Regions from separate parts of the Mus musculus genome. Here regions 1, 2, 3, 4 and 5 are each linked to region 6. The links are chromatin contacts, called in public ChIA-PET, HiChIP or PLAC-seq and promoter capture Hi-C maps. All regions are on one chromosome and are shown on one strand. Each heading gives the region's core, a stretch centred on a gene start, on an enhancer-like site or on the middle of the called end of the contact. The rest is flanking DNA. Distances are from core to core; before and after follow the strand shown.

Region 1 (3,402 bases), core at 68-2,567, 830 kb before region 6:
GCTTGCTGCCACCACTGATGACCTGAATTCAAGTCTCAAGGACCCACACCGTGAAAGGAGAGAACAAACTCCTTAAAGTTGTCCTCTGACCTTCACATACACCAAGTGGCACACATGTACACACACACATAAATAAATGTAGCACACACAAAGGCTTTAAGACTCCCGCTCCCCATACACACATGTACACCAAGCAAGTTTGTATGCCAAAGATAGTCATAATTTTAAGGCCAGGTTTTGAATCTGTACTTTTCCATAAGGAGGGATGGGGGAGTGGAACTGTTCAATCACTAGGACACAGGAAATGGGCTGCCCAGCATTCTGAGGATAGATACACATGACTGCTATTAACTGTTCATTCCACACACCAGAGGAACAACCAGAATCAAGCAAGATGCTCTCGGCACTGGAACCTACTTCCCTCATAGTTAGGGTATAGAGCAGCTCCGTGGAGAACATGAGACTCAGTGTGTGCGCCTAAGGTGTAAGGCGGGTCACTGAGCAGAGCCCTGCCTTCTGCTCTGTGGCAGCACTTCACTGCCCAGGTACACAAAGGGGATGTCAACTTCCAGTCTGAGCAGCCCACGAGCCCGAGCACTGGGGAAGATGATTACATTCTCTCTCCCTGTAGGCTCTGAGACTGTTAGATAATGATCCAATGCTCAGTTGTCCCCTGTAGACGGGTGTGTGTGTGTGAAGAGCACGTCTGGTCATCAGCGCATTTGCTTAAGCTCTCTCCTTCAAGCAGAGCTCTAATGAACCAGAACCCCTGTCCATTCTAGACACTTGCTAAATTTAGCTTAACAGCAGCAAACACCCACCCTCAAAATAGTCCCTAGAGCCCATATCTTACCCCTCCACCATGACTCTCCTGCTTACACAAGGGTAAGGGGCCATGTTTCATGCTCTCTCAATGGTCACTGTTAAGAGACCATCCCAAGAGCACTGATTCCTCTTCCAGAGGACCTGGAATCAGCTCCCAGCACCCAAATGGCAGCTCACAAACATCTGTAATGCCAGTCCCAGACGATCCAACTCCTTCTTCTGACCTCCACAGGCACCATGTGGTGTAGTCATACCTGCAGGCAAAAATGGCAAAACACCCATACATGCAAAAATAAATTTAAAGGAGACTATCCCAAGGAACATGATAAACTGTCAAGACGTTCCTCCCAGCTCTCCACAGCGGGAGGGTGACAGTAGGCACACATCTTCCTCTTGTTCGGAGCAGTTCACAGGAGAGGCCTGGTGTATGCCTATGATCCTTGAACCACATTCTACATTGCCCCACTATTTAAGCCCAGCTTCCCCAAATCTTTAGTTTCTCTAGATCAGATGTGGCCAAGTTCTATAAATAGAGAGCAAGCCAGCTGGTTCTGTCAACCTTCTCATTCTCTGCCATATTTTCAAACTGTAAAAATAGCCTTGCTTTCATCACTTTGAAATCATTACATAATATGATTGTTTCAGGGAAGAAAAATTTGACTCTCATATTCATATTCTCTCTCTCTCTCTCTCATTTCTAGAACTCATGGATCTTCAGACTCTGTGATCATTTCCACCAAGCAGATTGTACTTGTCAACAAAAATTGTGGACCTACTATGTGCCAAGCACTTTGTTACAGAAACAAGAAGTATTTAAGGCAGAAAACCAGTTTCTTACCTTCAGTCCCCCCGGAACTCTAACTTATGTGCACATAAGTTAGACAACACCTATCACCACAGCACCAGCTCAGGAATATATAGGCAAAGTAGATTCTGAAACATTACAGGCAACAAACTCTTCGGACTGTATGTCTACTACAAAAGACACCAGGCTTCCACCAACTCACACCTCTTCCCAAACAGAACAAAACACATTAGCAGACTTTATAAATAAGTCATCTTTTAATTACTTGGGTTTGTTTAGTCAGCAAAATCAAGTCCACAGCCTTTTCTAGTCTATTTTTTCCCTAATCATGTGACCTAATATATTTTCTAAAATCTTCCATATTTTAAGAAAAACAAGTTCTACCTTTCTGGCAACCCACAGCCGACTTCCCTAATTTCCCTTCTTAACCAGTAGCGAATGCACTCACATTAAAGTATTAGTCCCCCTGAAAGGCTGGTGGTAAACCCAAGCTCAAAGCTTACAAGATCAGAATGTGGGGAGTGGGAACCCAGGAACCCGGAGCAAAGCAGCACCCACTGTTTCTAGAATACCACCATCACCAGGATCATGCCTCCTCCCTGGGTTGGTTCTGGCCTGGCTAAGCATGTTTCAGGTCCTGTAAGTGGTACCCAAGCAGGCGCGTCTTGTTTCTGGTCATGACCTAAGTCATGGTTGACACTAAGTCAGGCCAGCTCTCAGCCCACGATGAGTACCATGTACATGGCTGCATATCCTTAGAGACCCATGACAATGCAGGGGACTCAAGCCTGCCTCACAGAAGTGTCTGTGATGACAGACTACGCACTTTTAGACCTTTTCCCCTCTTTTCCTTTAGAACTTTGCTCTGTGCTCCCCTGGGGCTGGGCCCTGGAGTATGGAGAAGCCAATAGCCCTGGAAGTGAACCATGATGGTGGCTCAGGACCTGGCTGTCGGGAGGCTCACCTATCCCCCCACTGCTTGGAACTGGTGCCTTGACAGCAACCTCTGGCTTCCAAGCAGAAAGAAGGGGAGACCTGCTCTGAAACCTCACATTGCCAGGGAGAACACTCAGTGGTCGAAGAGCACAGCTGCCAGTGTCAGCAGTGTGCTCAGAACCAACACTGCTGCTCCCTGGGTCCTCAGGAGGGCACTCAGGGCCCTTGCCCAGCAGTGGGGAGAGGGGAGTTTACATTCCCCAGAGGAGGAAACTTTCACCTCTGTTTCTTATAGAGACACACCTGGCTTTTGCTGCTTTGTGGCAGGAACTCAGACACTGAACTTACTAAGGACTTACTAAGAGACAAACCCATGAGCCACCTGTTCCCTATCCCCTAGGCACATCCTACATCTACAGCTGCCTTTCTTGTCACCAGCATTCACCTTAGGTCAGAGCTGTGCTCTTGGCGGGGACCAGTGACAGTACACAGCCGATAGCACAAGCTCCGGACCTGCAGACAGAATGAACGGGGCAATCGAGCACAGCAGCAGAACTCCCCATGGAGCCCAGGCTGGCCTCAGACCCTCAGTGCTGAGGTCACAGTGTGCTCTCTGACACTTGGTTCTCCTGTATTACACATTTCCGAGCCTCATTTTACCCAGGTTCTTAAAACGAAGACTGTAGATCTGAAGGGTTTCCACACTGTCATTTCACTCCTCAGTCACTTATGCGGCAGGAACAAAGATTTCTCCCTAACGCCTTTCTAAAAGCTCAGGTAAGGGACCCCAAAAACCAGTCAGGTGGCCAGCGTGCTAGTGGCAATCTTGGCAGAAG
Region 2 (3,738 bases), core at 570-3,069, 690 kb after region 6:
AGCCTGGCTCAGCTCACATGCTTTTTATCATTGCTCTGGTTTAGATTATTTTCTCTGAAAAGCTTCCATTTCTGCCTTTAATTTATATGGGCCATCCTAGTATTTTACCACCCAGCTCAAGCTTCAGAGCTGCCTCTCTTCCCTCTGGATTTTTCTAACAGCTTTTGTCTGAACCAATTTGTGGCTCTCAGAGTGTGCAGTGGTGTGTGGACATTTTTCTTATTATGCACAAGGTGTGCAATAAGATAAGGAGTCATCAATATTCAACCATTTTCAAACTAGGAGAGGGGACTTTAAAAAAAAAGTAGCTAAAGAATGAAAAGAACACAGTTAGGCAGGTGCTAAAGGAAGACATCCTGAGCGTTGTCAATGAACCTCCGAGAAGCCATTGGGGAAAAAGTCCCACCAAAGAGACCATTTGTCTAGTAGGAGAGAGGTCTTTTGAAACTGTTGGGAGAGCAGCAGATTGTGTGGGCAAACGCAGTATTGTAGCAGGGAAATAAGGGATGAGAAGGTGGGGACCACAATACACTTTAATTTTCTCAAGACGTGGGATTCTCAGGACAGGGCAGCTCGAGTGGATAGAACCGGCAGGGTAGTTGTGTTCTGTTCAAATAACAGGGGATAATGAGTGTGTTCTGGGGATAAAGGGGCTAAAAAATTGATAATGGGGGTGGGGGTGGGGGTGGGGGAGCTGACTGAGTCTGGGCCTGGCTGAGGTCCAGTGCACAAGGGCAGGAGTTAACCTTGAGAAAGAGTAAGGCTACTTTTTGTGTTGGGCAAGGGAGACTAGGGGAAGATGAAGGAAAGCTACAGGGCAGGCATAATAATGAGTGAAGGGACTTAAATGTGAGGGGGGAATGGGAAAGGCTAGGAAAGCCCAGTTTCTGAAGCCAGTACAGATAAGCACCACAGTTTCCATTCCTTCCTTTTAGATTTATTGAATGCTCTATACCCTACCTGTGCTAAACATTACTGGGCCCTATGGTCTGTAAAGATACAAGTTCTCGGGTTTGTTAGGTTAGCACTCGTTTGAGATTTCGTTCTTCATCTTTGTGGAAGACTTTAAGTAGAACGCACAAATGAATTAGAAAGGTCCTTTGTTGGACCAGATAAACTGGGTTGGAGCTTAAAGCACCCGTGACGATATCATCGCCGTTTGAAATAAAAACGGAAGAGAGTCCGAAATGGGAGAAAGCTACACTAAAGGAGGAGACCGAAGTGAGTAAAGTGAGGCTGTAAGTCTTCAGGCTGGCAGATGGGACCTCCCTGTTCACTTCAGAGAGCAGTGAAAACGCACGGACAGCTCTTCGGTTTAAGCACTATTTAGTTCAGCTTCTCCGCTAAGTGTCTCTACGGCGGCCGAAGAGGACCAAACTTTGCCCAAACCACGTCATCTAAAGTACCTCTGCAACTGCCCAGGTAGCAAACTGACATCGGGTCAGCAACACCTTCGCCCGCAATTTATTGATGATAGGCGGGGAGAATTAGCTCTACTCTTTTGCAATTGGTCACAGGAGAATGCGAGTCCCGCCTTCTGCGCTGCCACCGTTGATTGGTTTTTTGGAACTGTCATTCGAGGACTCTCCGCCCCCTCATCATAGCTCCTCCCCTTAATATGGCCCCTCCTCTTGGTGACCCCGCCTTCTACACCGAATCTAACAGGCTGACGGAGCTGCCATTCGAAGAGCCTCCGTCCCGCCCTCTCCTCCCCGGCATGGCCTCGCCCCTTACCGTGGCTGGGATCTCGCGGGAAGAGCCGCGGGCACGGCGGCGGCTCGGCTCCCCAGTAGCGCGCCGAGCGGGCGGGCTCTCCTCACACGAGCGCTTCCTCGCCGAGAGGCTGGAGCTGCGGCAGCGCAGGCCTGGGCCGCCGTGTCTCTGCCGCTCGCTTCAGTTTTCCTCAGGGCTCTGGGGGCCGCTCGTCCGCCGACGCGCCTCAGGTGAGGGAGCTCGTCGTGTCGTGGCTGAGGGGCGGCCGTGGCAAGTGGGCTCGCGACGGGGGCGGCTCCCGGGGATGCGCGGCGTTCCGAGTGCGGGGATCTTGGGTGACGCGGCGGGGGCTGGGGTCTCGGGGCTTCTTTGGCTTTGGAGTGGGGGTGGGTGGCTGCCCAGGCGGTCCCGGGTCTCTAGGGTCGCGGGAGCGCGTCCTGTGTCCTGCCTGAGAGCCCGGGTGCTGGCATAGCGCGGTTCTGGGACTTGGAGACCATTTCTGGCGATCCCGTGCAGTTGAGGGGCTTGGGATACAGTTTAGCCTTGTCCGGAGGGCACGGGGAGACCTATGAGCGGAGAGGGGTCCGCTTGGCATTCCTGGGGTAAAGCAGGAGGATGTCAGGGTTCCAGAGACTTGGGTTTGTTTAAGGTCGCCATGGGGTGATAAGACGATGCCCGTGTCCCTCCCGGGAAGGAACGGACTGGGTGGGTGTGGGTGGGGGCGGGAAGCGTGCATGGGGAGACCAACATTTGTATTGGGGTTTCTGCTTCGCCCAGAGGGGGGCGGTAACTGTGCGTGATGGTCCCCATTCTTTTTCGGGGCGACAAGGAGGGTGATTTTGCCGTGTGGGCGCGGCTCAGCGGTCTCTGGGTCTCCAGGGGTGCCAGACCCGGTTTCAGGAGCCACCCCATGGCACTGCTTGTGGCTTTCGGTATCTGACGGTCTCGATCTGGTCTCTCTCTCTTTCTCGATGAGATTTAACTCAGTGCTTCTTCGTTGGACGCTTGATCGGGGCAGTTGCCTAGTTGGAGACACAGTGGGCTTGTTCTGCAGTTTTCTTTTCTTTGCCCCAGGATACCTTTGGGGACGCGCTGGTGTCGCCGGAGCTCTGATCTCCGGAGGAGAGGAGAGGAGCGATACCAGACTTGAGCATGTTGTCTGGAATACCTGACTGTTGAGTGAGGGTTTAGATCTGAGGGTAGGGCGGCTGTGCGATTTGGGCTTTCTGTTTTAGGTAGTGTTTGATGGTCTTGCATGGTTAAATCTGTCCTGAATTTGCCTGGGTGTTAGGTAGTGCCAAGAAGCATCCTTTCTAAAGGTTTTGTGGAAGAGGGGTAATTAAAAACAAAAGTGTAGCATATTATGTATGTATGTCTCAAGTCCAGATTTCTACAAAAGCGTCATTGGCAACCTGTTAATGATGCCCTATTGAGCTTCTTTAGAGAATTCTGGTACATCAGTTTTTACCGTGGTTTGAATCTTACAGAGTTCTTGAAGACTCTGCCAGACTTAGGTGGAACTTAAAATGACTTATAGGTATCTGCCTGTGAGTGGTTTAAAAACGTGTGTCAGAATGTCTGTACATTTGCCTGAGAATTCTCCTGGTTAGGCAGTCTAATGTCACTTTAGTCTAAGGAAACATTGCTGAGGTGCTTGTAAACAGAAAATATGATATAAGCAGGCAAATTGAAGTATCTTTGCTTTGTCAGTCTTTTTCTTGTCAGTTTTTTTTAAAGATAATTTCTTCTGTCTTTTTAATTAGAAAGATTGGGGACAAGTTACTAAAGCTTTGAATTTTGCAATCATGTAAAAACAAACAAAGGAATGTACTGCAGTGCTAATTTGGGCTTTGGGGCTGGGTATTAGGTTAGTTTTCATTTTCTCACACCTAAGTATGGGATCATCTTTTATGATCATCAAAACTGATCAATTGAGCAAATATTTGGTTGAAACCAAAGCCCAAAAACTCAGTTTGAAAGACAAATGACAAAGTAGCCAAATTTCAGAAGCTTCAATCTCAATCT
Region 3 (3,542 bases), core at 194-2,693, 910 kb before region 6:
TATTTAATCTTTAGGAGAAGTAAGAGAAGGTTTCAGGAGCTTGGAAATTTCACTATCCCGAGAAAGTATACTGAAGTATGACCCAGGGACAAGGAATGACAAGTGCTGAGTCTTATTAGCTCTGGGACGTTTGGGCAGTAGCCTCTCCTGTCCAAGCCTAGCTGTCATACCCTGTGCATGACTAGCATGCCAGCCTTCATGTCCCCTGGAGTGGGTGTGAGGCGATGGCCTTGTCAGGCTTTCTTGCCTGTGCAGGCGTTTGTGGGATGGCGGGACTGAGGGGCAGGCGGGATTGTACGATGAAGTGGGTTCTCCTGGGAAACTGGACCTGGAATGTCTGGGGTCTGTTCTGCCATTGACCGCAGGGTCCGAGGCACCTGTTTTGTTGAAGGCAGAGTTAGTGAAGACTCAGCCCCTTCCCTGTAAGGATTAGTCATATCCTCCCATCCAAACACTAACCAGCCTCGACCCTGCTTAGCTCTATCGGACCAGATGGAGGTAAGGTGAGCTCATGTGGAATGGCCTGAGATTTAATTGCATTCTTGCTGGTCACCTGGAAGGTCAGTGCGTTGTGAGTGAGTGGCATTGACCTTAGGATCCTCTAGACCTGCCTTGCTAGTCAGGCCGTGGTGGGGTGGGCTGAGGTGTGTGCACTGGGGGCATGCACTGGAGTCTGTCACAGGTAGGGCGAGTCAGAAGAGACCACTGCACACTGCTTTTCCTTTTGGAACGTGTTGTTCACACAGTCCCACGCCCTTGCCCAGAAATGTGTGAAAACCACTTGCAATATGCCAAAGGAGGCTCTTTTCAGAGTGAGCTGGCCCAACCACCCTCTCGAAGCCAGTGGGTTTTGTGTGAACATTCAGGTCCTTCCTCCACTGCAGGAATTTGGGGTCTGCCTGGGGTGCTGGTCAGGGCTAGTGCAGACTGGTGAATGTGGACGGATTCTGATAATTTCGGAGTGAGAGTCTGGTAAACAGGTGCGAGCCTGAGTTTCTCCATGGCCTTAGCAGGGGCAGACCACAGTGGATAGGTAGGACCCGGACTCATCCTGCTCATGTGGACTGGGATGTGGTCCGGTCCCCTCGCTGGGTACTGAAAGGTCTCCAGAGCCCAGCACTATCTGGATCTGTCTTCACTCTTTCTAGTTGGAGCTCACCCTGGTCCCTCTTGGGTATGCTATATGCACCTGCTGCCACATCCATTGGCTGCCATGTATCTCGGAGTGTGCCCCAGACTCTCGCACCCTTCTCTCTCTCTCTCTCTCTCTCTCTCTCTCTCTCTCTCTCTCTCTCTCTCTCTCTCTCTCTCTCTCTGTCCTTTGTTCCCAGAATGGTTCCACTCCCTTGCCTTGGTTACCCCCGGCTCTCTCTCTAACCACCTTTCCTTTCTCTGAATGTCTGCTGAGTCACTTCCTGCCTAGGGCGCAGAGCTCAGTAAATATTTTTGAATGTATTAATTTGGCCCTTCTCCACAAAGGTAACTTACCCGTGTGTCATTCATCCGCCCAGTTCTGACTGCTGGAGTTCCCTGTTCGGAAGCCCTGTCTTGGGCCTGCCTTGCTCTCCTCCCCCTGCCTCCCACCATTTGGGGAAGTCCAAGGTGCTGTGGTGAGGGATGGGGTTGAAGAGAGTTTAAGGAAGCAGCAGAGACCTGTGCAGATGTGAGTTAAGGATGATTGAGTTCCAGCTGTGACCTGACCTGCCTTAGGGAACCTAGAACAGGTGGAGAACTAGGCACTACTGGCCCAGAAATAGGAACTCAGAACTCCAAGCACTGTCTGGGCTTCTGTCTCATCATCAGCTACTCACTCGGCCCTCTCATCTCAGATGCTGGTAGCTTCGACCTGTCATGTGTAGCAGTCCAATGTCTGATCGTTACTCCTGTATGGTTTTTCTATGCATCTATTGAACAGAACACAGGGGCCTGAACTGAGCCAACAATAATGACTTCCATCTCCTGTTAATCCCGGGGAAGCTTGGCACTCTGTCACTTCTAGTAGCCAATGTGGGGGCCAACTGTGTACCTTTCTCTTTGTGTCTAGCTTGTTTCTAGACCTCAGTAAGCACTCAGTGTGGGTTGATCAGTGAGGCCATGTGTCTTATTTAAGGGAGTGAGTAGCTTTACCTTTTCCAAGGTGTTGACCTGCAGGCCATTGGAGATTGTACAGAAGGGAGCCAGGGGACCTGGAGGAAGGAAGGGGGCCAGGGCTGAGCTGTGTGTAACAGGCCCTGCTTTTCAAAGAGCCTGGCCTGCTGGGTTTGTTGTGGCAATGTTCAAAGGCAGGAAAGTAGATAAGATCAGACTTCAGACTGCTCACCCCCATACCTCCTCCGCCTCTAACAGCCCAGAGTGTCACCCAGGGCAGGCAGGCAGGCAGGCAGGCAGGCAGGGCCGGCGTGGGTATTTTTCAACTTTTGTAAACGCTACACTAGCACAGTGAGTGGCACTTCCTTGTCCTCGGAGAGGCTGGGGAATGAATGAGTTCAGGCTTTCCTGTTCTCATGGGAGTGGGTAGGTGCCAGTGTGTACACCGAGTGGCAGCTCCCTTGGGGAGATGAGGCATGCTAGCCAGAATGCCTCATCATAGAAGAAGCTAGACTTCTACAAAGAAAGGATCCTGTTGGGCGAGGTGGGGCATACTTATAATTCCAGCACTTGAGAAGCTGAGGCAGGAGGATTATGGATTTCAGGTCAGAGTGAGACCCCTGTCTCAAACAAGACCAAAAGCAAGTCAAGCATGGTGGCTCATGACTGTAAAGCCAGCACTTGAGAGGCTGAGGCAGGAGGATTGCTTTGAGGTAAATAGTGTCGAAAACCAACTGATGGGTCAAACAAACCAAGGCTTGTCTTTTGATTCATCTTCAGTGGTTCAAGCCGTGCTCTGTGCCATCCTTGCTTGGGTCCCAGTTCAGAACATCTGACCCTGTTACCCTCTGTTTCGGGGGCTCGGGAGGGGGCACACGTCTGCATATTCTATAAGCATCCATATGCACTGTGGGCAGTACCCTCCTGCCAGCCCATTTCCCATAATCCCGTCTGTCATGGCAGGTGGCAGAGAACAGATGACTTTGGCAAGGGATTTGGCACACGTGGCCAGGTTTATACTGGATCACTATAGTCCCACTATCTGGTTATCTTGTTTCCTCGATGGTCATTGTCACACCAGAAATCACTTCCTGTGTGGGCTTCACCCACCCTCTTCCCTTCTCACAGACCAGACGAACGTGTAACCCACAGCATGTGTGAACGAATCCTTCAGGGCTGGGGTTTGCTGAGCGCCTCTGGAACCTCCCGGTCTGTGTCTTGGGACCCAGCATTTCTCACACATGAAACACCGACCCTTGCTTTCTAGGGGCAGGAAGGACAGACCGTGGCCTACGTGTGAAGCAAACTGTGAAGCAAACTTCACAGAGCGTTTGATCTTGCTTCTTGGTGGCACTGCTCCAGGGCTTCAATGTCACCCACCTGATCTGGAGCCATTGTCTCTCAGGGGCCTTTGCCAACTTGGCTCTGCCAAGAAAGAGCCCTGGCCTAGATTT
Region 4 (3,487 bases), core at 700-3,199, 590 kb before region 6:
TTTCTTTCTCTTTCTATTGGATTGTCTTTTCCTTAATGATTTCTAGGAGAGTTATATATATATATATGTATATATGCAAACTGACCACTTGTTAATCTGATGTTAGGTTAATTTTGTGTAGTTCTCATAATTAGTCTTCTGCTGCCATTTAAAAATATAAATAACAGAAGCATTGCTCACCTTTAAGGTAAATCATTAAAAAAAAAATTCTACTTTTATTTTAAAAAGTTAGTTTTTCTGGAAAGATCAGGATTTTTCTGAATAATATAGAGCCAAAGCAGAAAATCCAGGAAACGAAATGGCAGTTTAATTGTCACTGTTTTGCAATACAAAACAACAGCAACAAACCAGTGCTGAAAGCCCAGTGCTCCCCTCCCTACTCAAGAACAGCAAAACCAAGGCAACAAACTAGCTGTGATTCTGTTGTGGTGCCACTTTACCTATGAAACTACTATTAAAAAATTAATTTTATAAATGTTTAGAAATAAACACATTGTGTTTATAATTTTCTTTATATGTTAGAATTCTGTGACAGATTTTGTCTGAAAAAGGGCTCCATTGCTTTTAAAACTTTACTTTGAAAATGACAGTTCTGCTGCAGCTCCCTACCTCCCTTCAATAGTCCTCCTAGCTATTCTGCATATCAAATATATCATGACTTCACCTAATCTTTCTTTAAAAATCGATATCTAATAGAGAATCTTATAAAGTTCAAACTATTTGCATGACTGCAAAACCCCCCTAAATATTTAACATATTTGTGGAATGAACTCAATGTTGACTAACCCAAAACTGGTGACTATAAAAACAAAAATGTTGCTGGAGAGATGGCTCAGTGGTTAAGAGCATTGGCTGCCCTTCCAGAGGACCTGAGTTCAATTCCCAGCTACCACATGGTGACTCACAACCATCTGTAATGGGATCTGATTTCCTCTTCTGGTGTGCATGAAAATGGAGCACTTGTATACACAAAATAAACAAATCTTCTTTAAACATCACACTATTCTACATCCTTCTTGAATTTTCAGCAAATAATTGTTATATAGTTCCAACACAGAGAATTACTTCATTTGCATATGGTACTTTCCAGAAACCTCATCCTATTTACTCATTCTCCCCACAAAAATTGAGGACATATAAGAGTAATGATACTTTAGACATGAGGTTGTATGCTAGCAGAAAGTCTGAGAAATGCTTCCCTTACACTTTCATGGGTAACTGAGATTGTTAAAGGTTGGTGACTGCCAATTCCGGTCCTAGTATTTACTGTGTTCTCAGGAGGGAAGTTTTTCTGAGCTTTAGGGCACTAAATGAGAAAACATAGGACTGCTTTTCGGGTTTTGGGGGTGGTGGTGCGGGGACAGGGAGGCAGTTGAGACTTGCTCTTCTATGTAGCCCAGGCTGGCCTCCACCTCCCCATCCTCACATCTCAGCCTTTTCAGGGCTGTGATTCCAGGCAAGCGCCACATCTGGCTTGGGACCCTATCTTGCACTATCTAGGTAGGATTCAGTCTGGACAGTGAACACGACTGTGAGGACATCTGCACATACGTGCAGTCTGAGGTCACCAAGCGTCCAGCCCGGGCAAAGGCCAGGCCTTGGTGTCAGCTCACTTTCCTGTGCACACCTCAAGCACCTCAGCATCCCTGAGGATTTCCCTGGAGCCCAGCGCCTGACAGCCAGACCGGGTTTGTCGCTGTGGAGGATTGTTTTAACATTGTCTCCCTGCTCCGAGGTTACCTGAGGCCAGAGGTGACAATTTTCCTGATCTGCGCAGTCGCTCCGCCCTCCCGTCCCGTCCTGTGCGCACGCGCCGCACCTCAAGGCGCTCTCACCCGCGCGCTGCCCGCTGGGTGTCCCCCGCCCTGGCCTAGGGTGGTGAGGGGAACACGCATGCGCACACTCGCCTGACCCCGCCCCCAGAGGCCCGGCCCCAGGGGCCCAGGGCCGGCTCCCCGGCGTGCCCCGGCCATGGAGGCCCTGCGGAGGGCCCACGAGGCTACGCTGCGGCTGCTGCTGTGCCGGCCCTGGGCCTCGGGCGCCGCCTCCCGCCCGAAGCCCCGCGCCTCGGAGGTGCTGACGCAGCACCTGCTGCAGCGGCGGCTGCCGCACTGGACTTCCTTCTGCGTGCCCTACAGTGCGGTCCACAACGACCAGTTCGGCCTGTCGCACTTCAATTGGCCGGTGCTGGGCGCCAACTACCACGTCCTGCGCACCGGCTGCTTCCCCTTCATCAAGTACCACTGCTCCAAGGCGCCCTGGCAGGACCTGGCCCCGCAGGACCGCTTCTTCACCGCGCTCAAGGTCATCAACCTGGGTGAGTGGCGGCGCCCTCGTCTGACCCAGGCACTCCTCCATCCCAGGGCGGCCGCTGGCCCACAAGCACGCTGCTCGCTCTCCAGGGCCGGCCCTTCGCATCCCCGGTGGGCTGCTTGCAGCACCCCTGAGGTCGTGCCCTGCCACTGTCCACCCGGGAGAACCCTGCCCAGGGCAGCGAGGAGTGAGTCCCGACAGTGGCTCCGAAGTTGCTTAGCAAGAGTCATTCCCGCGCTCATCACCAAGAGCCTTTGGAGGACAAAAAACTGGACGGACTTTTAAAGTTTCTTTGTCTTTCTGTGAAATCTCAGCAATTGTGTTTTGCTAAAAGCAGTAGGTTCTCTCCAGACATCATATTTTCTCAGGTGCTAGACTTAAAAGATGCTGTCTTTTAAGATCCTTTAGTATCTATATTCCTGAAGATAATCTAATTCTGACGGTCCTCCTGCTAGATGTGTGTGTTCTGTGGTCTAATGGCAGAAGAGTCAATATCACGGATTGTAGATGTGACAGCATTTTATAGATTAGGGAAAAATTCAAGTCCTCAAGATGTTTCGGACCTATTAATAGCTGCTAAAAAAAATATTAACTTAGATGTCAGTCACTCAAACTCTATACAAGGAAGCAGAACCAGTATAATCCAAATAGTTTTTTTTTAAATATTGCTGTCTAGGGATTTATTAACTTTTTTATTAGATTATTTTCTTTATTTACATTTCAAATGTTATCCCCTTTCCTAGTTTCCCCTCCGAAAATCCCCTATCCCCTTCACCCTCCCCCTCCAAATAGTTTTTTTTTTTTTTTCAATCCAAAATTAACACTAAACTCTGTGTAGCCGTACTAGTGTTACATATAGTCTGGTAGTTCATTCAATTTAATAAAGCATGGGCATTTCTGCTTATAATAACTCAAATAGCACTTACGGGATTTTTGAGCCATTGTCCCCCTGGAAAATCCAGGAAGGAGATTATACACCAATGTGTCTCATAACTTGTTTGATCCACTCTATACAGTGTATGTCAACTAATCCTGAGGTTGGTATGAAACTATGGGAAAAGCCAAAATGCTAACAAATTAGATTTGTGAAATGAGTTTATTTTATTATTTTCAGAATTGGCAGGAGTCATTCTTTTCCAAATACTGAGATATAGGTTAGGAAAACTAGTAGGCC
Region 5 (3,489 bases), core at 967-3,466, 780 kb after region 6:
CGGAGATGGACCATGTGAACTTGGATCACTTGGAACTGGAGTTACAGGCAGTGTGAGCTGCCTGGTGTGGATGCTGGGAACTAAGCCCAGGTCCTCTTGAAGGGCACCAAGTGCTCTTAACCGCGGATCTGTCTCTCCAGCCCTGCATGTGGTGTTTGTATCACTCAGCTAGTCTCTGAACTCCCTGAGAGCAGACATGGTTATCTATGGCACTAATCTGCAAGGCTGTCATAAATTATGACATGATAATGAATTAATCACCAAGGACCACACATGCACTGAAATTAGGAGCCTGCTTCTCCTGACATGCCTGCACTGGGCAGGACTCTGATTGGGCATTGGGCATCTCTGTTTTCCTCAGCTACAGATAGTGGGGTGCATGCCCACATGATGGGCTCTGCAGCTCCTGTAGGGAGTACAAAGAGGCCTTCCAGAGGTTGCTACATGCTTTCATCTGCCTCCAAAGCCCATTCCAGTGCCACAATCAAAAGATGATATCAGAGGACACCCAGAGCTGGTGGTTCTGTTACTGCCATACCTGCTTGGGCAGGGTGGGGGTGGGGGGGGTGGAGGTGGGGGATGGATGGAGGGAAGCCTTTGCCAATAACCTTGGGAAGACAAAGCAGAGATCTGCATCTCCATCTAGTGGATTCACTCAAGGCCGAGCTCAGCAGAGAACCCATTTTCCACCCACTTGTCAAACTCTGGTGTGCACAGGATGCCTGCCTGCCTGCCTACGTGGCTAAGACACTTTCCCCTTAAGCAATTAGATCTGGGAGTGCTAGAGAGACAGCTCAGTTGGTAAAGTGCTTGCCTTTCAAACAAGAAGAGAGTGTTCCATCTCCACAGTCCATGTTTAGAAGGGGGTGGGGAGCTAGAGAGAAGACTCCATCGAGAGCTGCTCCTGCAGAGGATTTAGTTCCCAGCACCCACATCAGTGGCTCACAACCCTGTAATCCAGGCGAATCCAACACCCAGCGCCTTTTTGTGTTTTTATTTCTGTGGGCACAAGGCACAGAGACACACAGATTAAGAGAGAGAGAGAGAGAGAGAGAGAGAGAGAGAGAGAGAGAGAGAATGAAAGAAACCAAGAATTAGTAATTTATGCTTGTAATCCCAACACTGGGAAGTAAAGACAGGTGAATCCCTGAGACTCACTGGCCAACCAACACACACACACACACACACACACACACACACACACACACACACAGAGAGAGAGAGAGAGAGAGAGAGAGAGAGAGAGAAAGACAGAGAGAGAGACAGACAGACAGACAGACAGACAGAGACAGAGAGAGAGAGAGAGAGAGAGAGAGAGAGAGAGAGATTTGTTCCAACACATCACATTAACTTCATTCAGAAACAGACCTAGAAGGGACCAGAGCTTTGCTCAAGGTCAGAGTTGACTAGAGTCTGGGACAGTCTCCTATTCTTCCTGGTGTGCATACCTGCCAGCAAGGCAGGTCAGGGAGCAAAAGGGAGGCAACTTCAGGGAGGACCACGGAGTCTGCCCACTGCTCACTGGAGCCTTCCAGATTGATCCTGGAGATTGATTGCCTGCTGTGGGGTGGGAGAAGGAGGAAGTGGCTTTGGGCTGTTCTTCAGCACCTGGAAGAACCAGCTTCCAGCTTCCCAGAGCCGGGTTTCTTTGTCTTCTGTGTCCCTTCATCTCTTCTCTCTGTGTCCACTAGCTGGTAGAGGGCCATGCTTAACATCTTCCAATCTGGGAACCTAGGACCAGAGACACCGAGCCTGCGGACAAGGGTTTCCAAGGACCCACTGTTCTAGGTGGTCTGATGGCAGGGGCCATCATCAGCCGGGGGCCTCTCAGCAGAGGAGAGGACCATGGGATCAGGCAGTTGCTTTCCTATCCTTCAGTGAGCTGCAAGGTGGCCTACGGGCTCCCAGACCTCAGATCTAAGGGTAGGAGTAGTGTAGAGTACCTACCAGAGAGTACAGGATGAGAAAGAGAACCTTGTGTACCTCAAATTTCAGCTAAGGGGCACCTGAGGCTGAAGGGACGCGGGAAGCTTTGAAGGAGAAGAGGTCTAGGGTTCGGTGCACGAGGCCTGGCGAGGCCAGGGAGCTGGGAGGAGAGCCCATCGCTCGGCTCCTCCCAGAGGCCGCCCTGCCCCGCCCCTGCCGGGACAGCCTGGGCGGGGACCCGCGACAGGAGGGCGCGCCGCTCTGGGTTCTCCAGGTGCAGTTCCCAGGCGCTTGGGGGCCCGCGCTGGCCTGGGAGGAGTAGCCCGTCTCGGATCTGCTCTTGCTGCGTCTCTACGCCCTATCCACTGGACGCCAGTGAGCCTCAGAATTCAGGTAACCGAGGGCGGAACTCCCGGCCAGTGTCCCCCACGGGTCCCCGTCCTCACGCTCCTATTCTCTGCCACTGAGCCACGGAGCCCGGGTGCTACTTGAAGACGGATCTTGAAAGTTTGCTCTTGGACGGTGGTGCATCAGGCAACTGCCAAGCAGACATTTGCACCCGCGCACCCCGAGCCCACGTGAAGAGGGGAGGCCTTTTCCCCAGCCTTTCTAAGTACCAGTTTTTCTCTTAATTATTCAACGAAACAGACACCCTCCCCATCCTGGCTCTCCATCCCTTAAAAAAAAAAAAAAAAAAAAGTCCTGGGATGGAATTTGACAGTAATTCTTAAGCTTTAGCGATGTTTATATGTGTACTTCCCGCCTCCTCTCGCCAGACGCACGCTATGAACCAGTCAGATAGTGTGCGGGTAAGGTGGTACAGTTTTGTGCCCAAGGAGGTAGCTCTGCGCCCTGATAAAGAGGGTAACCAGACACAGGAAGCTGGGGTTTTTTCCCCTCTCTTTTCTTTTTTCTTTTCCTTTCCTTTCCTTTTTCTTTTCTTCTCTTCTCTCATCTCCCCTCCCTCCCCTCCTTTTTCCTTTCCTTTCCTTCCCTTCCCTTCCCTTTCCCCTTCCCCTTCCCCTTCCCCTTCCCCTTCCCCTTCCCCTTCCCCTTCCCTTTTCCTGTCTCATTCTGTTTGGTCAGGCCGGGTCCTTATTGACGCCCATCCCAGCACTCTCAAAACCCAGACTGAGGAGCCTATGCCCTGAGGTGGGTGGGCTGCAGCCTACAGGTGCAGAGCACTGGAGCCCACAAAATTCTTGGTGGAAAGAAGAAAGCCGCGCCTTCCCCCAGAGCCAGAAAGAAGAGAGGGGAGACTGGGTGGATCCTAAAGCAGCCATCATGGCTGACATGGACACCCCAATTTCACTTTTCCGCGGGGGGAAAAACCAAGCAGATGGTAGCTGAAGAAAGAAAGGTGACTCCAAAAGGTTAAAGCATTTGACCCAAGCACAGTGGTGGGCCTCAGCCATGGTCTCTTAGACCAGGGGCTTCTGCATTTTAAAAGATTACTATATTTCTTTATTATTGTGCTTGGTAGTGGGGTACATGTGGAAATCAGAAGACAAGTTGCAGGGGTCATGTGGGGCCTGGGGATTGAACTGGGTTGTCAGGCTTGGT
Region 6 (3,454 bases), core at 658-3,157:
CCTCCAAGCCTCCCAAAACAAAAACAAAACAAAAAACCACTCCCCTTCAAAACCTTCACAACTAGCCAGCACAGCCTAAAAAACACTTGATTTTCTTACAACCTGAAGTCCCAGCGCAAAAACAGGCCAGCTTTCCCTTCTACTAGTTATGTCAGCAGAAGTTAGGGATTTAAGAGATGGTTCAGTGGTTGCTTTTCCAGAGGATACAGGTTCAATTCTCTTCCACTACATGCTGGCCCACAACCAATCTTTAGTAGGACCTGATAATTTCTTTTGAAGGCACAGTGGCATTCATGCAGACACAGAACCCGAATACATAAAATACAGAAATAAATATTAAAAAGGAAATCTTATCTTCAGTTCTTATTTCCAAGACTGTTTTTTTTAATAGTGTAAGCCCCCTCCCCCCGACATTTGCATAGGGATCTGAAAATAGGTAACTGTTTTAGGAGATAATCTGAGAAGTGGTTTATCCTCCACTTAATCCCAGCCTCTCCTAACTGGCCTTTGAACTTCTAAACTCTTGCTTCCTGGGCTATGTTCTGCACACATTAGGGAGCATGCATGTGATCTTAAAAAAAAAAAAAAAAGCGCCATCTTGTCACTTTTCTATTTAAAACTCCCTAAATGCAATCCCAGAGTAAACCAAACCGTTTGCATAGGTCACTGGGCCACATGACTTGCATCCTGCTGACTTAATCCTTTAGAACTCTTCCTACAGTCAGCAGCCACACTGCTTCTGTTCTGAGCTCACCATCTGTCTTCTGCTCAGGATCTTTGAACTATTTCCATTGTCCAGCCTCTGTTTCAGGCACCTGTTACAGAGGACTTCTCTGACCACCCAGGCGAAGTCTCCTAGTCCACACCCATAGCCCTTGTTTCATAGTAATGACATGAATCCAACAACTCTACATCATTTATTTGTCTGCTTTCTCCACACAACCACACAAGCCCCAGGAGAGAAAGGCCTAGCCTAGATGAAGAAATCTCTGATGCTAACCAAAGCCTTGTACGTGAATGGCTTATAGCATTCTTTGGATAAATGCTCTTTTCAAATCCTAACAATTCTGTGACGTGTAAGTGAGACAGCGGAGGTTCTGCAGGGTCAGGACTAGAGACTGGTTCCATCTGGCTATGACTGCTGCCTCTTAGCTCTTTATCTTACACACTTAATCCCCTTTCCTGGGAGGTCTGGTGAGGCTTTCAGTTGCTTTTCAGTGAAGCGGCTCTCGCCCTCCCAAATTTCGGAGGCTCATAATAGCCCTTATTCAAAAATGGATCTTTTGGGTGCTCTTTCCCCTTTTCCTGTGGCCCCCACCTCGCGCCCCCGCGCGTGAATCACTGGCAGACAGTATCCCACAGTAATAATCATAAAACTGGATGTGCTTTCTAGCCCGTAGATTCAGTAGCCTTCTCTCCGCCCCCAGCCTTGACTAAGCATCCTAGGGTCCTGTGGGGGCGAGATGGCTACTTGCGTCAAGGGCACTAGGGACTTTCAAACCCGCATCAGAGCTCAGCTAACTGCGCACAGCGGAACCTTTCTTTAGGATAGCCTCGTTTGCCCGCCGGTCGGTTTAGGAAGCAATACCTACTTAAGCGTCCCTCCCACTCCTGCCTTCCCTCCCTCCCTTCGGCTCCGTCTGCGGCGGCTGCTTTCCTCCCGCCCTAAGTTCCGGTGCTGGTGCTGCCGGCGCGGTCCGCGAACACCCACGCGCGGCTCACGGGAGCCCCGCTCGCCAGCGGACCCTTTCGATCGCCGGTGGGCGAGTGCCCGCGGTTTTCCTGCGGCGAGGAGCTAAGTGGAGGCCGTTCCAGACCCTCCGGCCCGGCGCGGGCAGGCGTGCACATCGCTCGCTATCCAGGGCGTGCGCGGGCCTCTCGAGACCCCAGCGGCGACCCGTAGCTCGGGCGCGCGCCTGTCGCAGCCCGCAGGAAGGAGGCGGCCTGAGACCCGGGGCGGCGGCCGCCATGGAGATCCCCTCGGCCCAGGGCCGGTGCCTGGGGCCTCGGGGGCGGCCCTGACCGTCCTTCTCCCCGCCCGGGCCGGGTCCCACTTGTGCCTCCGGCGGTGCTCGGCCACCTCTGCGTCTCCGCCCTCCCTGGGTCGCGCTGCTGCCTGGACACGGCGGCGGCGCCCTGTTGAATGGGCTGTGAGGGCCCGGGTCTGAAGTGCTGGTGGACGCGGCCTCCGGGGGCGCAAGGCAGCAGCAGCGGTGGCGACCAAACGGGTGTTGGAGTTGGCGGCGGCCATGGAGGGCCTGGCTGGCTATGTGTACAAGGCGGCCAGCGAGGGCAAGGTGCTCACTCTGGCTGCCTTGCTCCTTAACCGGTCAGAGAGCGATATCCGCTACCTGCTGGGCTATGTCAGTCAGCAGGGAGGACAGCGCTCCACACCCCTCATCATCGCAGCCCGCAATGGGCACGCCAAGGTGGTGCGCTTGCTGTTAGAACACTACCGTGTGCAGACCCAGCAGACCGGCACCGTCCGCTTCGACGGGTAGGTACATCCCAACTCCATCCTCCCTCCGACGCGCGCGGGCCTCCCAAGCCCTGGATCCTCTCATCCTTCATTAACCCTGTTTTCATGTGTGGACTCAGTTCTTTTTCATATCCCTTCACCCCCATTGATGCCCACCTCGTCTCCCAGAGCTATGCTTTGCTGCCTTTTCTTATCGACTCCTACCCTTTTCCCCCTGTAGGTGGTAGCCACACCCTGGGTCTTGAGATCTATAGTCTTCATTAGTCAGCGAACACGCACTGTCGGAGTGGTGGCTGCCCATCTAGGTTTTTGTATCTTTATATCAGCACTGGCGTAGTAACCTAGATCGGAAATTAACGAGATCAACAATTAAAATTGAGGACCTTTTGATGCTTCATTTAACCTCTCCATATCCCTTCTCCTCCCGCTCCCCCCCTCCCGTGGTCGGATCGAGCCTCAAGCAGGTCGTGGGACTATCTGTTAAAATAAGCCCCTAGAATCTTGTCATGCAGCTGGGCATCTCTAGGCACGGTTCTGACTCTCCCACAATGCTGGCCAATATTTTTGGCTGTACAGGTGGCTCTGGGCCTGGCGTAGAAGTTACGCCATTGCTAAATTACATGTATAGGGTGATACAGTGGGAAGGTTTCACAAACACTTAACATTGTTCAAAAATTTACTATTTACTATTATTCTAATATTTTTTTTCATTTGAGGTTAATTGTACATATTTTTGGGGGGCGGAGGAAGATAACAGAGTCGTCACGTTTGATACCTTTTTTTTTTTTCCTGTGCTGAACGATTGCGGAATGATTGGCATAATATAGCTGTATTCAGTTTGCTTTGTTTACATTGGTTTTTGTTGACCTGTAAATGAATAAGCTATTACTAGTTTAGCATTTTCTTTTGCAGTAGGTGGAATCTACGTATAGAAATGCAATTTAGTTTTGGTTAGTAAAAACTGCCTGACCAAAA

What was found. Promoter capture Hi-C pulls out the DNA fragments that hold promoters and counts their contacts. ChIA-PET counts read pairs in DNA pulled down with a chosen protein or histone mark. HiChIP or PLAC-seq counts read pairs in DNA pulled down with a chosen protein or histone mark. Capture Hi-C pulls out chosen DNA fragments and counts their contacts.
Region 1: a contact with region 6 is called in an H3K4me3 HiChIP or PLAC-seq map of bone marrow-derived macrophages, with 2.8 times the contacts expected there. The contact joins the enhancer-like site here to the promoter of Fem1b in region 6. A contact is called at or near these places in 6 of 115 datasets of contacts at active chromatin or transcription factors (T-cell acute lymphoblastic leukemia, acute myeloid leukemia, astrocytes and 3 more).
Region 2: a promoter capture Hi-C map of erythroid cells shows a contact between it and region 6, with 12 times the contacts expected there. The contact joins the promoter of Glce here to the promoter of Fem1b in region 6. A contact is called at or near these places in 3 of 39 promoter capture datasets (cranial neural crest, erythroid cells and frontonasal cranial neural crest), 5 of 484 Hi-C or Micro-C datasets (CD4 T cells, CD8 T cells, Th1 cells and 2 more), 4 of 115 datasets of contacts at active chromatin or transcription factors (astrocytes, memory CD8 T cells, pancreatic cancer cells and 1 more) and 1 of 9 other capture datasets (adipose tissue).
Region 3: a contact with region 6 is called in an RNA polymerase II ChIA-PET map of memory CD8 T cells, with 11 read pairs. The contact joins the enhancer-like site here to the promoter of Fem1b in region 6. A contact is called at or near these places in 4 of 115 datasets of contacts at active chromatin or transcription factors (embryonic forebrain, embryonic stem cells, memory CD8 T cells and 1 more) and 1 of 9 other capture datasets (embryonic stem cells).
Region 4: an H3K4me3 HiChIP or PLAC-seq map of pro-B cells shows a contact between it and region 6, with 3 times the contacts expected there. The contact joins the promoter of 2300009A05Rik here to the promoter of Fem1b in region 6. A contact is called at or near these places in 3 of 39 promoter capture datasets (the C10 cell line, erythroid cells and pre-B cells), 6 of 484 Hi-C or Micro-C datasets (B cells, CD4 T cells, CD8 T cells and 3 more), 10 of 115 datasets of contacts at active chromatin or transcription factors (the 230-238 cell line, acute myeloid leukemia, astrocytes and 6 more) and 3 of 9 other capture datasets (adipose tissue, liver and pancreatic islet).
Region 5: a promoter capture Hi-C map of adipose tissue shows a contact between it and region 6. The contact joins the promoter of Paqr5 here to the promoter of Fem1b in region 6. A contact is called at or near these places in 2 of 115 datasets of contacts at active chromatin or transcription factors (large pre-B cells and pancreatic cancer cells) and 1 of 9 other capture datasets (adipose tissue).

Annotation. Positions count from the first base shown.
Region 1 is chr9:63,640,361-63,643,762 of GRCm38.p6, reverse strand. Aagab (alpha- and gamma-adaptin binding protein) reads right to left here. Exons shown (of 10, transcript NM_025857.3): 10 at 1-3,402. Among named protein-coding and RNA genes, the nearest start is that of Aagab, 39 kb to the right of the region's middle. Within about 2 kb of position 1,317, at least 23 of the 459 cell types and tissues checked have an H3K27ac peak or open chromatin away from gene starts, as enhancers often do. A contact at or near this core is called in bone marrow-derived macrophages, where this site is marked.
Region 2 is chr9:62,120,690-62,124,427 of GRCm38.p6, reverse strand. It overlaps Glce (glucuronyl C5-epimerase), which reads left to right and starts at 1,819. Exons shown (of 5, transcript NM_033320.5): 1 at 1,819-1,943. Mir5133 (microRNA 5133) reads left to right here and starts at 1,834; the gene lies at 1,834-1,910.
Region 3 is chr9:63,719,777-63,723,318 of GRCm38.p6, reverse strand. The region is part of intron 1 of Smad3 (SMAD family member 3); the gene reads left to right. Among named protein-coding and RNA genes, the nearest start is that of Gm51710, 10 kb to the left of the region's middle. Within about 2 kb of position 1,443, at least 151 of the 459 cell types and tissues checked have an H3K27ac peak or open chromatin away from gene starts, as enhancers often do. A contact at or near this core is called in memory CD8 T cells, where this site is marked.
Region 4 is chr9:63,397,706-63,401,192 of GRCm38.p6, reverse strand. 2300009A05Rik (RIKEN cDNA 2300009A05 gene) reads left to right here and starts at 1,949. Exons shown (of 2, transcript NM_027090.1): 1 at 1,949-2,317. The coding sequence starts at 1,972. It overlaps Gm16759 (a long non-coding RNA gene), which reads right to left and starts at 1,876. Exons shown (of 5, transcript XR_003948339.1): 1 at 1,741-1,876.
Region 5 is chr9:62,025,517-62,029,005 of GRCm38.p6, reverse strand. Paqr5 (progestin and adipoQ receptor family member V) reads left to right here and starts at 2,216. Exons shown (of 8, transcript NM_028748.2): 1 at 2,216-2,319.
Region 6 is chr9:62,810,101-62,813,554 of GRCm38.p6, reverse strand. It overlaps Fem1b (fem 1 homolog b), which reads left to right and starts at 1,907. Exons shown (of 2, transcript NM_010193.4): 1 at 1,907-2,497. The coding sequence starts at 2,250.